Regions from separate parts of the Sus scrofa genome. Here all the other regions are linked to region 2. Evidence: chromatin contacts called from public Hi-C and HiChIP or PLAC-seq data. All regions are on one chromosome and are shown on one strand. The core of a region is the stretch at or near the end of the contact, and the rest is flanking DNA. Distances in the headings are between cores, read along the strand shown.

Region 1 (4,004 bases), core at 20-2,519, 40 kb before region 2:
TCATGAAGCTGTCACTTCACCCTCTACACCTACCAGTTGCTGGGCCCTGGGCCAGCCCCAGGGATGCAAAGATTATAAGATCCCAATCTGTCTGCAACTCTGTGTGGTTGGGCTGTGCATGGGGCTGAGGGAGCCCCAGCTTGGCCTAGGGAAGGAGGGAGCACAGAAAAAGAGAGGATGCCCCTGCTGAGTCTTGAGAGGTGAGCAGAAGTTTGCTGGTTGGATGAGGGCAGGAAGGGAATTTGGGGCAGAGGGAATAGCATATGCAAAGGCATGTGGACTCAGGGGAGCTTATCAGGTTGTGGGGTGCCAGAGTGAGCTGGGCAGAAGCCTGGGGTAGTGTGTGTGTGTGTGTGTGTGTGTGTGTGTGTGTGTGTGTGTGTGTTGGGGGCGGGGTTAGAAAGAAGGGAAGGGGGAGTTCCCGTCATGGCTCAGTGGTTAATGAATCCGACTAGGAACCATGAGGTTGCGGGTTTGACCCCTGGCCTTGCTCAGTGGGTGAAGGATCCGGTGTTGCTGTGAGCTGTGGTGTAGGCCAGTGGCTACAGCTCCAATTCGACCCCTAGCCTGGGAACCTCCATATGCTGCGGGAAGCGGCCCTAGAAAAGGCAAAAAGACAAAAAAAAAAAAAAAAAAAAGAAAGAAAGAAAGAAGGGAAGGGGATTCTAGATAGGATGGCCAAGAACAGACAGGGCCTGAAAGCCACCAGCAGCTGGGAAACTCAGAGCAGTGGGAGCCCTTAGGGTTCTAAGGGGGGGATCAAGGCCATCAGGTTGGAGGTTTAGAAAATATACTCTGGCCCCGAGGAGGGGAGGATTGGAGGGACCTTGTCTTTTTTTGTTTGTTTGTTTTTTGTTTTGTCTTTTTGCCTCTTCTAGGGCCGCTCCCTCGGCATATGGAGGTTCCAGGCTAGAGGTCGAATTGGAGCTGTAGCTGCCGGCCTACACCACAGCCACAGCAACTCCAAATCCAAGCCGCGTCTGTGACCCACACCACAGCTCACGGCAACGGCGGGTCCTCAACCCACTGAGCGAGGCCAGGGATCGAATCCGCAACCTCATGGTTCCTAGTCGGATTCGTTAACCACTGAGCCACGACGGGAGCTCCTTGTCATGTGAGGAGGTGTCTGCCTTAGATTTAGTGCCTACTCTGGGAAGGGGTGGGGAGGGCCCCACGGGCTGAAGCCGGGCCCAGCTGCTCTGGGCCACTTTCCCGTTCCTCCCTCCGCCCTCCTCCCTGCTCCTGTCTCTGTCACTCACAGGGCAGGGCCAGCCTGGGGCGGCCATGGCAGCAACGCTGATCTGGATTTCTCTCCTCGTGGGCAAGTTGGGGGCTTCTTCAGGGGAGAGGCCCAGGTTGAGGGGGTGAGAGGTTCCTCAGGGGAGGGCTTGGGGGTCAGGGCAAGGCAGGAGCAGAAGGACTCTGGGGTGTGAATGCCACAGCTGGTGGGGGCTCCAGGGAACGGGGAGCTGGGACCTGGGAGGGGTGGGGTGTCCTGGGCCAGGCCGGGCCTAACCACACAGGTCCAGAGTGTCGTGGGCCCTTTAATGCGCTGGCTGGGCTGGCTTCTTTCTGAGTCCAGGCTAAATCTGGCTCTGGGAGGGTGCGGGGGCCGCTGGGGCAGGTCCTCTCCCTGGGGCTCGGGATCCTCTTCGCTCAGCTCTTAGTGGCCTCCAGTGGAGGCCCTGTTCCCCCCGGCTATTAAAGGAGGGGGGTGGGAACCCCAGAATGGCCACCTGCCTCCTCCAAGGGGTTCTTCCCTCTCTTCCTCCCACCCCTCCAGGCGCCCAGACAGTCAGCTTGGCATTCTTTTCCAAGTGCTTTTTTTTCCTAATTTTTTTTTTTAAATTATTTTTTTTAGGGCTGCACCCACAGCATATGGAGGTTCCCAGGCTAGGGGTCGAATCGGAGCTACAGCTGCCGCTTACACCACAGCTCATGGCAACGCCGGATCCTTAACCCACTGAGCGAGGCCGGGGATCAAAGCGGCATCTTCATGGATACTAGTCAAATTCGTTTCCACTGAGCCAGGAACTCCTCCAAGTGCTCTTAACATGCACGCATGTGTAGACACACACACACACATGCACACGCACACACACACCCCTCCCAGCCAGCCACTGTGACTCCCAATGGGAGCCTAACATGAAGAGTGAGGGGGCTTCCATGAATCCAAACCAAACTAAAGCCTGGGTTTCTTCGCTGGTTAAAGTGTGTGGCTCGGCCAGGGCCCCACCCCATCCTTCCTGGGAGCCAGCAAAGCTGTCCCCCTCCTCGCACACGTCTCTCTGGTCCCTTAGGGCCACCAGGGACTGGGTGAAAAGGGGAAGCTTATTCCTTGGCCAGGACTGAGGCTGGTCTGTGTGTTTGGGGGTGTGGGTCCCCACAGGTCTCCTGGCAGGGCTGGGGGGCACCGAGATCCAGCAGACCACCCTGCACCCACTCGTGGGCCGCGTGTTTGTATACACCCTGGACCATGATGCTTTCCTGCAGCTTCCTGAGCACGTTGGTAAGAGGGGCCTGGGGGCGCACTGGGTGGGCTGGTGGGGGGTGCAGGTGAAGGCTTCCGAAAGCTTCCTGTCGTGTCTCCAAGCCCCTCTCCTCCCTTCCACCAGCTGTCCCTGTCACCTACCACGCCCACCTCCAGGGACACCCAGACCTGCCCCGGTGGCTCCGCTACACCCAGCGCAGCCCCCACCACCCTGGCTTCCTCTATGGCACTGCCACCCCAGAGGATCGCGGACACCAGGTCATTGAGGTATCAGCAGGGGCCCCAGGGAGTGGCCGGCAGCAGGAAGCTGCGTACCCTCATTTACATAAATCCCATGCCTGTAACTGGGTGCTCAGCCCTCTCTCTCCCCATCCTCCAGGTCACAGCCTACAACCGGGACAGTTTTGACACCACCCGGCAGAGGCTGGTGCTGTTGATTGCAGACCCAGAAGGTACCACCAGCCTCACCCCTACCCTACCAATGCCAGTCTTGGGGACTCTCCCTTGGAAGAGGGGATACCTGGGAGTAGTAGGGAGCTGGGCATCCTGCTGAGACTGCAGCTGTAGTCTTCGCTGCTCTGCTGATACACTAAGAGGAGGCTTTGGGCAAGTCGTTGGGGCGTGGGTGTGGGGCAAGGGTGGAGGAAGGGTCTGCTATGTGGGGTATTAAGAAGAAGGAAGGGAGCTGAGATCTGGGGAGATGCTTGGGTGGGAGGAGCTTGGGTGGGGGGAACTTGGGTGCGGGGAGCATGGATGGTGGAGCTTGGGTGGGGGGAGCTTGGGTGGGGGGATGCTTGGGAATGATCCAGGCAGGGCTGGGGGCTGGGCACAGCCTGAGGTGCCCACCTGGCCCTCCCAGGCCCCCTGCTCCCATACCAGGCTGAGTTCCTGGTGCGCAGCCATGACGTGGAGGAGGTGCTGCCCTCGACACCTGCCAGCCTTTTCCTCACAGCCCTCGGGGGGCTCTGGGAGCCGGGGGATCTCCAGCTGATCAATATCACTTCTGCCTTGGACCGAGGGGGCCGAGTCCCCCTGCCTATTGAAGGTCGAAAGGAAGGGTAGGCATGCGACCAGGGAGGGCTTCCTGGAGGAGGAGGGGGCAGGTGGCCTTCTGCCTGGGTGATAGGCGAAATGTGGGTCTCTCTAATTTCTGGGTGGGGCTTTACCCATCTCTTTGCACCCTCACCGTGCCCATCTTTACCTGATGTGACAGTGACAGTGTCACATCACTGTCCACCGCCTTCTGGTTGCCGGCTCTGCTCCTTCTTGCCCTTCCTGGACCCAAATCCTAGTCACCCTGAATTCTGTACTTCCTGGTGCCCATAAGGACATGAAAGATCCACCCATCAATGGTCACCCCCAGAAACCTGGGGTGCCTTGTGTACTCTCACCATAACCCCAGATCTCAGGGTGGCCATGACCCCAAATCCTAGTACTTACTGATAGTTTGCTGATGGTGGCTTCTGTCTGTGCCCAGCGTATACATCAAGGTGGGTTCTGCCTCACCCTTCTC
Region 2 (3,736 bases), core at 496-2,995:
GCTGAGGCGCCGGGCCAGGTCGGCTATAACTCTTTCCAGTTCTCAGGAATTTAAACAAAGCTTTAGGCTGGAGTTGCTTCCAACTCCAACCTCAGCGCATTGGCGCGGAAGCCAAGTGAAATAAAAAGCCATCGGGTGGGGGAGCGGGGAGTGGGGGAGTGGGAAAGAGAGAGAACCGGAGGCGCCTGGTCCGGAGGGCAGGCTTGCGGGGAGTGGTTTGGGTGGAGACCGGAGGAGGGGCTGGGAGGAGAGATGGGAGGTCCAGGCAGGATTCCGTCTCATTCCCGGGGCAGGTGGGATAGTGTGGGCGGGGCTAGGAGGATGGGGAGGAGCTAACGGGCGTGGGATCCCGCCCAGAGACTTAAAATGTACCAGAGACTTAAAAAGAGCAGGATACGCCCTAACCTCCACTTCCCAGACATCTCTAACAGCCTCTCCCAAGGACAAATCCCGTTTCCCAAAGCCAGCCAGTGCCCGGGGTCACTCCTTAGCCAAAGAACCCAAAAGTCCGCCAAAGAAGTTAGTTAACCAAAGATCCAAAAAGTCCGTAAATGATGTTAATCACGCCCACCGCGGAGCGTCCACCCAGGCGGCCACTAGGTGGCGGGCCACCCTAAGCAATTTCCCCCGACCGGCCACTTCTTTTAGAGACTGGAGCTACCCCGTCCCCAACTTTATTTTCAAAGTCTAGAGGTGGGGTCCACACCAGGCAACAACCCCATTTTCCCGCTTCGACTCCTGCGCGGAGAAGCGCTGGCCAGGGAGGCTCAGTGCCAGTATAGCTCAGCAGAGGGCGCAAGGACCCTGCCCCTCAAAGCCGGCGCCAAAGTTTCTCAGCCTGCAACCCGCCCACTCTCAGCGCCCCCTCCCCCCTCAGCCCAGCACTTCTGTGGCCCCAGGAACACTGTCTAGCCTGCAGAGAGGGCAAACAATCTTTTCTTATGAATCATCCCCTAGCCTTCCCGACCACTTTTACATCTTGGGCTCCAAATTCCCGACTCGGCGCCCCCACCCCATCCTCGACGTACTTTACGCGTACCCGGCGCCCAGAACCAATTTTCCCCGCTGTACTTCACAGTGTGCGCTCGGGACTCCTCCTGAGCCAACTCGCGCCGTGCTGCATCTCCTCCTCCCACTGCTGGGGGGGAGGTCATCTACACCCCCGCCCAGAGTGCGCTCCTTTCTACCCCCCAGGGCGCCGAGGAAGAGCCCTCACCATCTCCCTTTCATCCTTGAGCCTCTGGAGCATCCCGAGTCTCAGCTTACGTCGTGGACCCCCCCAGAACCCAACGCGGGACAAGATACCAAGTAGCCTTGGACCCCAAAAGTTTGAGACTTACTGTCTTCTTCTTGGCCTTGTTGGCCTTCTTCTTGGCCCTCCTCTTGGCCGTGCGTCAGGAGGGCGGTGGCCGCTAAGAGGAGCAGGAGCCGGAGGTCCACAAAGCTGAACATGTCTAGACCCTAGACATGTAGACTCTTTGCGGCTGGGGTGGGGGTTAGCGTCCGCTCATGCGTGGCCTCACACTCCGCGTGCCTCCTGCTCCGACCCCGAGGAGAAACTCCCGTCTGCTCCGACCACTGGCCCGGGCCCCTTTTATACCATCCCGAGGGTGAGCGGGGAGGAACCCTGCCCCTGGGAGAGGGGGAGCCGGCTGCCCGTCCCCCAGCCAATCAGAGTTGCCTGGCCCGGCCCCCAATTTGGGAGTCGGAAGGGAGAGGGGGAGGAGGAGGGAAGGGAAGGGAAAGGAGTCCACCGCACGCCACCCCCCTTCCACAGCTCTGCCTCCCCAGCCCCCCAGCGCAGCCTGGGCCAGAGATGCTGCCGCTGGGGTGCGGCTCGGTCCTCAATATACTGTGGGCTAAAGAGTGGGAAGGGGCGCCTCTTCAGCTTTCTTCCGGGGATGCGCAATCTGGGGGGAACTGGAGTTGGGGAGCTGGGTAGGGAGCCTTCCAAAGATGGAAGAATTGGGGGTGATTGGGAGAGGGTCCTCCTTTACCCGCCCGATATCCTTGGCAACAGCCAGGCGATCGGCCCGAGGAGGCCAGCTATGGACCCCTCTAAAGCAGGAGAACCAGAGAATTTAAAAGATGTGCGTTCTGGGGGGTGTCTTCTGGTGTGGCGGGGGTAGAGAACTTAGGGTTATTTGAGGAACGAGTTAGAGACTCATTGATAGACATTAAGAATCAGATATTTGGGGGTGGGTGCGGATGAGAGGATTTTTATTTTGAGGCTGTCAGTTCTTCTGCCACGTCTCCAAGGTGGACTCAGATGCTCTCCCCCCCGAAGCCCCAGCCTGATTGAGAGAGATGGGGTGGGGAGGCTGAGGCCCTGGGTGAGACATTTGACTACGTGGGCTCTCCAGATGAAAGCTTTGGTGTTGAGTGAAGGCACTGCGGGGTGGGGGCGGGGCATTGCGAGGGTTCTCCCACCCCAGGTGGCAAGGGCTTGAGGTCACTGGCCACTTAGAAAAGAGTCTTGTGTTGGGGTCTGTCATGGCTATGGCCATGGTTAAGTGGGGAGGAGTCTGCTGGAGAGCCCTGGACCAGAGAGAGGGGGGTCCTGGGGGCTGCATAAAGCTCTGTCTCTGTCTGTACCCCGACTCAGGATTGGGGAATTTTGGGTGTTTCTGGGGGAGACTTGCCTTGGGGAGTTCAAAATGGAATTGCAGGTGAGTGTCCTTCTTTTAAAGGATGTTTCCCACTGCTTCCCTTCTTTTCTGGAAACCCCAGGCCTTGCTCTTTGGCCCTGGAGCCAGGAGAGAATCATGTGCACCCCGAAAGGTGGTGGAGACCCCACCAGGCTATATTTGGAGGAGAGGCCCCTAGAAGCTGGTGTCAGCCCTTCTCCAGGTCCCAGCCTCCCAAGAGGGCTCTACCCTAGCCTCCGTCTATCCAGGCCCCTGGTCCTGCCGAAAGCTGAGGGCCCAAGAAAAGGCAAAGAGGGTCCCTTTGCAATGTCAACTCCAATCCTTCTTGCGCAGCTCCCCACCCCCATCACTCCAGAGCTGCAACGTGGAAGCGGGGAGTCCCGCCTCCCCCAAACCATCCAAGATTCCATTGCCTCCCCCCGCCCCTCTCCACGCCCTCCCCCAGCTGGTTTTGTGCAACGAAGGCAAAGGGAAAAAAAGACCAAGAGAACAGAAGGGGAGGGAGCCACGTCGGCTGGCCGGCTGGCCGTGGGCAGCCGGGATGAGCGGGGCGGGTGGGGCCGCAGAGGGAGACTGCAGGGGCTATAATTAAAGAGAAAATATAGAGTTTCCAGAGAGGCAGGGCTGGAGACAGCAATGGAGGGACGGGCCTTCGTCAATTATCCCCACCATGTGGCAGCAACTTGTGGCTCAAGATCTGCCCCCGCCTAGTGCCAGCTACTGCAGGACAGTACTGGGGGCTGAGGTGCTGAGATGGCAGTTCCTGCACCCTCCAGCGAGGGTCAGGGGCAAGGAGCACCCCCTCTCCCCCCCCTACAGGAGACCAGGGACCTGACCCTCAGGGTGGTGGGCACCCCTTTAGAGTGGCAGTCTGGGGCGGAGAGTCACCTGCTTGGGTGAGGGGTGGTGTGACCTGCCCACCTCCCCGCTTGCTGAGTTATTGCAGCCAGGACTCCTGCCTACAGCCCCCTTCCCACATGCTCCCTTTGCAGGCTGTCCTTCCGTCACCTTAAAGGCGTGATTAGGACTCAGAGGTGAGAATCAGGACTTGCTCCATCACTGGGGTTCTGAAGAGTATTTAGGGAACC
Region 3 (3,854 bases), core at 1,295-3,794, 51 kb after region 2:
CTAGAGATGAGGTCACTACAGAGGGACAGCCGTGGTGGAGAGAAGCCTGGAGAAGGGAGGGGGATGCATGGGGGACAGCGACGCAACAAGTGGGGGAGTTTCGTGGGGAGGAGGCTCAGGGAGGGAGCTCAATGAGAGGGAGGGGGCTGGGTAGGGAGAGGGGGCTTATTAAGCGAGAGGGGCCCAGAGGTCCCATGTTTTAGTCTAGCCGGGAGCACCTGGCAGCAGGGACTCGGAAGGGACAATACACCTCCGTCCTACTGTCCCCAGCCCAGAGCCTCAGCTTGTTGGGGCGGGGTGGGGGGGCGGCGATGTGGCTTCTCTCCTCAATTCTTTTCCAGGACTGGGGGTGGGGAGCCACAGACCTTCTGTTTCACGGTAGGCGAGGGGAAGCGAGGGTCCTCCCTTCCCAGCTAAGCCTGGTGCCCCCCGGGGTCCTGGAGCCCGTGCGTGCCCTGGGTGGAGGGTAGCAATGGACTTAGGGAAGGGGCTGAGGGCTCACTCTCCCCTCACCCCTCCATTCACCACGGGGGGCAGGCAGGGGGACTGGCAGCCCCAGGCTGGCTTTCTCATTTTGCTCTTGGCTCTTCTGGTGGAAAAATCGAAGCACTCCCCTTGGTACAGCTGAGGCGGAGAGGGCGAGCCTGGCTGGGAGGCTGTCCTGGCAGGGACGTAGAGGGGCAGGCGGGGCCTGGCTGGGGATGAACGGCCCCCCTTCTCAGCCCGCTCTGCTTCTACGTGGCTAAGGGCTAAGTCCTGAGTCTGAGGTGGAGGGGGCTGGGCCCTGGGAGGAGGCAAGCCCTGGGCTTGGGCTCAGCCTTAGGCCCATAGCACCCTCTCTCCCAAGGTTGTCCTGAGAACAGTGTCCTGAGTATGATTTTTTTTTTTCTTTTTAGGGGCACGCCCGCAGCATATGGAGGTTCCCAGGCTAGGGGTCCAATTGGAACTCTAGCTCCAGGCCTACACCACAGCCACAGCAACGCCAGACCCAAGCTGCATCTGCAACCTACACCACAGCTCACGGCAACACCGGATCCTTAACCCACTGAGCGAGGCCAGGGATCGAACCTGCGTCCTCATGGATACTCGTTGGATTCAATTCCGCTGCGCCACAACCGGAACTCCCCAAAGGGTGATTTAAAGTCCCCTGGGACTTCTAGAGGGGACCACAGAGCTTTGTCCTAAGGGAGAGGACACTGCTGCTCCCTCAGAGCGTTCCCCAGGCAACTGCTGAGCATTTCCTGAACCCCTGAGGATGGGGGAAGCCTTTCTGTATCCTATCCATGTCACCTTCACGACCCCTTAAGGTCAGCGTTAGCTACCTCCATCTTACAGGTGAGGAGCCTGAGGCTCCACGAAGTCAAGGGTTTCAGAGGCAGGATTTGAACCCAAGCTCATTGGATGCTGCTCTTTTCCCTGCCCTGGGAATGCTGGAAAGCCTCCCTTCCCCGGGTGGGCCACCCCATCAAGGAAAAGGGTTTTGCTGGAATCCCTACCCCCTCCCCACCAGTGCTTTGGGCCATGCCCCCATCTCAGCGCATCTCCTGGTGTCTCCTACTGTCCCCAGCCCCTTATTTGGCCAGGAGATGCCTGGGGCGCCCTCCCGACATCCATCCTCCTCCTGCAGAGCCAGCACCACCCCCACTCCATTTTTCCAGCCGCCCCAGTCCCTGGCCTCAGCCCCCTCCTCGCTCCAGCCCGATGGAAAGAGGAGCCCAGAGAGGAGCCCAACCACTTTCCCTCTGGAATCTGCTGCCTCGGCTTTCAGATGGAGAAACCATCTGGAGTGTATTATGGGCAGTAGAGAAAGCCGAGAGCAGGAAAATGTGAGTTGGCCCCGGCGGCTGCTCCTGTCTGCAGGAAGAGGGGGCTCCATGCTCTTCAGGGGGTGGGCCGGCAGCTGCCCCCCCCCCACCTCCCCAGTCCCTTGGAAGGGGCAGATGAGAGATGTGCAGGAGAGGGCAGCCTGGGGAAGGCGGGGCCAGGCCCGGTTTGAAAGGGCTGATCTCACCCACTCTCCCTTTTTACAGAGGAGATCCACGTCCAGAGAGGGAGAGCGACTTTCTCAGGGTCACACAGCAAGTCATGAGGAAAAAGATCAAGCTTTGAGCCCTTTGATGTATGCACACACCAGTGGACATTGAACGTCCCCTGAGTCAGGGTAGGGGGCAAAAGGGGGAGCGAGGGGGGTGGCCTGAGGCTGGATGATCTTTCTCTCCCTCCGCTTCAAATGAGTGAAGCCAAGGAGCTGAAGCCATTGAGAACGGGAAGAAAGAGCCTTCATTCTTTTGGGGTCACCATCCTTTGCTTTGTCTCCCACCCCTGCTCTGAAGGCCACCCTTCCCTTGTGCCCAGTCCCCGAGGCCAGCCTGGTCCTGGGGTCAAGCCCTCCTCCACTGGGTCCCAGGAGCCCCCTCCCCCAAGTGGGGCCCCAGATCCAGACGTGGCAGGGCGAGCGGGAGTGAGGTTTCTCCGCTCCCTCCCAAGTGCTGCGCTGGCGGCTCCCGAAATAAAAATCAAATGTGGGCTTGGCAGAGAGCACGGGGTGGGAGAAGCAGCCGCGGCCGACAGCGCTGGGCCTTCATTCTTTCCATTGTAACTTCACCTCCTAACCTCTGGCATTTTAATTATTCTCCTACCCGCTCGCTCGCTCGCTCGCTCGCTCGCTCGCGCTCGCTCGCTCTCCCTGGGCCAGAGGCTGAGCTCACCCTTTCCTCCAGCCTGGGAGGGGGTGGCCACTGCCTGGACCCCCAGCCCCCAGCCTGCTCCAGGCGAGCTGAATGGGGGACTGGGAGCGGGGGCAGGCTAGGGGTGTCAGCAGACACCCCCCTGCAGACCCTAAAGGGGCCTGGAGAGGCCCCGGGCCCCCGCCTGGCCAGCCTGGCACTTCACGTTCCATGTGTGAATGAATCATTCGGTCTTCACGCCCACTGGCCACTGTCTTAAGCAGAGGCAGCACCAGCTCAGCACCCATTCCATGGATGACACAGCTAGTCTCAGTGGGTGCAGAGCAGGGCCTGGGACCTGGGCTGGTGGCTCCTGGTCCTGCAGTCTTTCCAAACCCAGAAAGAGGGCAAGGACAGATCAGGCTTGAGCATGTCCCTCACCTTCCAGAATGTTCTCCACCCCCTCCATGCTAAGTGATTTAAAGCATTATTTTAATATGAAAACATACAAGAACATAGGCTAGGGTAGGAAGTGATGCTCTGAATTTTTAAGGCAGAAAACACATTCTCAAAGATCTCTACTTGAGGCTGTCGGCAGAGCCCAAGCAGCAGCATCGCCCCCTGGACCTGGCCATGAATGAGGGTGAGAGGCTGTTCATATCTAATTTGTGGTCTGTGGCCCCCAGGCTGCTACCAAAGATGCTGGTTGGCACCGACAGACAGGCTTGCCCACCCCCGAACCCAGAGCTGGAGGTGCCTGCTAATTCTGGGGATCTCTCGGGGAAGCAATTTCCCCAAGGCGCGTGCACAGGTGGTGGGCAGCCTCAACCCTGACCCCAGGGCCAGCACCCCAACAACCTTAACCAAGGCCTCCTGCTCCACTCACAAGTCCTGTAACTTCTCCCACCCCACTGCCTCGGAGGCCCAGCCCGGGGAGGGGGAGGGGAGACGCCCTCTGTCTTCCTTGTCATCCCATTAAGTCTCCCCCGAATGAATTTTCCATCAACAAACGGTTCCTGGGCAGCAGTGGTGCCTGGTGCCAGGCCTCATTGTGAGCAGTTACCGTCTCTACTCTAGAGGAGCTTCCAGAAGGAAAGAGGGACGCGCTATTCAATGCATCAAGTTCTGTGATGGGGGAGATTAAGGCTCCGGCAGGCTGCTGGAAGGGGACTTCTGACCTCTGCTCGG

What was found. A called contact is a pair of places that touch in the nucleus more often than the background predicts. HiChIP or PLAC-seq counts read pairs in DNA pulled down with a chosen protein or histone mark.
Region 1: a contact with region 2 is called in a Hi-C map of alveolar macrophages, with 1.7 times the contacts expected there. The contact joins the promoter of SGCA here to the promoter of COL1A1 in region 2. A contact is called at or near these places in 6 of 47 Hi-C or Micro-C datasets (alveolar macrophages, embryonic fibroblasts, epiblast stem cells and 3 more) and 1 of 2 datasets of contacts at active chromatin or transcription factors (skeletal muscle).
Region 3: a contact with region 2 is called in an H3K27ac HiChIP or PLAC-seq map of skeletal muscle. The contact joins the enhancer-like site here to the promoter of COL1A1 in region 2. A contact is called at or near these places in 7 of 47 Hi-C or Micro-C datasets (adipocytes, embryonic fibroblasts, fetal skeletal muscle and 4 more) and 1 of 2 datasets of contacts at active chromatin or transcription factors (skeletal muscle).

Annotation. Positions count from the first base shown.
Region 1 is chr12:26,355,525-26,359,528 of Sscrofa11.1, forward strand. It overlaps SGCA (sarcoglycan alpha), which reads left to right and starts at 1,270. Exons shown (of 10, transcript NM_001144122.1): 1 at 1,270-1,321; 2 at 2,390-2,509; 3 at 2,616-2,758; 4 at 2,871-2,943; 5 at 3,351-3,549; 6 at 3,969-4,004. The coding sequence starts at 1,285.
Region 2 is chr12:26,395,435-26,399,170 of Sscrofa11.1, forward strand. COL1A1 (collagen alpha-1(I) chain) reads right to left here and starts at 1,746. Exons shown (of 51, transcript XM_021067153.1): 1 at 1,341-1,746. The coding sequence starts at 1,452.
Region 3 is chr12:26,445,702-26,449,555 of Sscrofa11.1, forward strand. No RefSeq gene overlaps it. Among named protein-coding and RNA genes, the nearest start is that of TMEM92, 19 kb to the right of the region's middle. Within about 2 kb of position 2,545, at least 36 of the 83 cell types and tissues checked have an H3K27ac peak or open chromatin away from gene starts, as enhancers often do. A contact at or near this core is called in embryonic fibroblasts, fetal skeletal muscle, omental adipose tissue and 3 more, where this site is marked.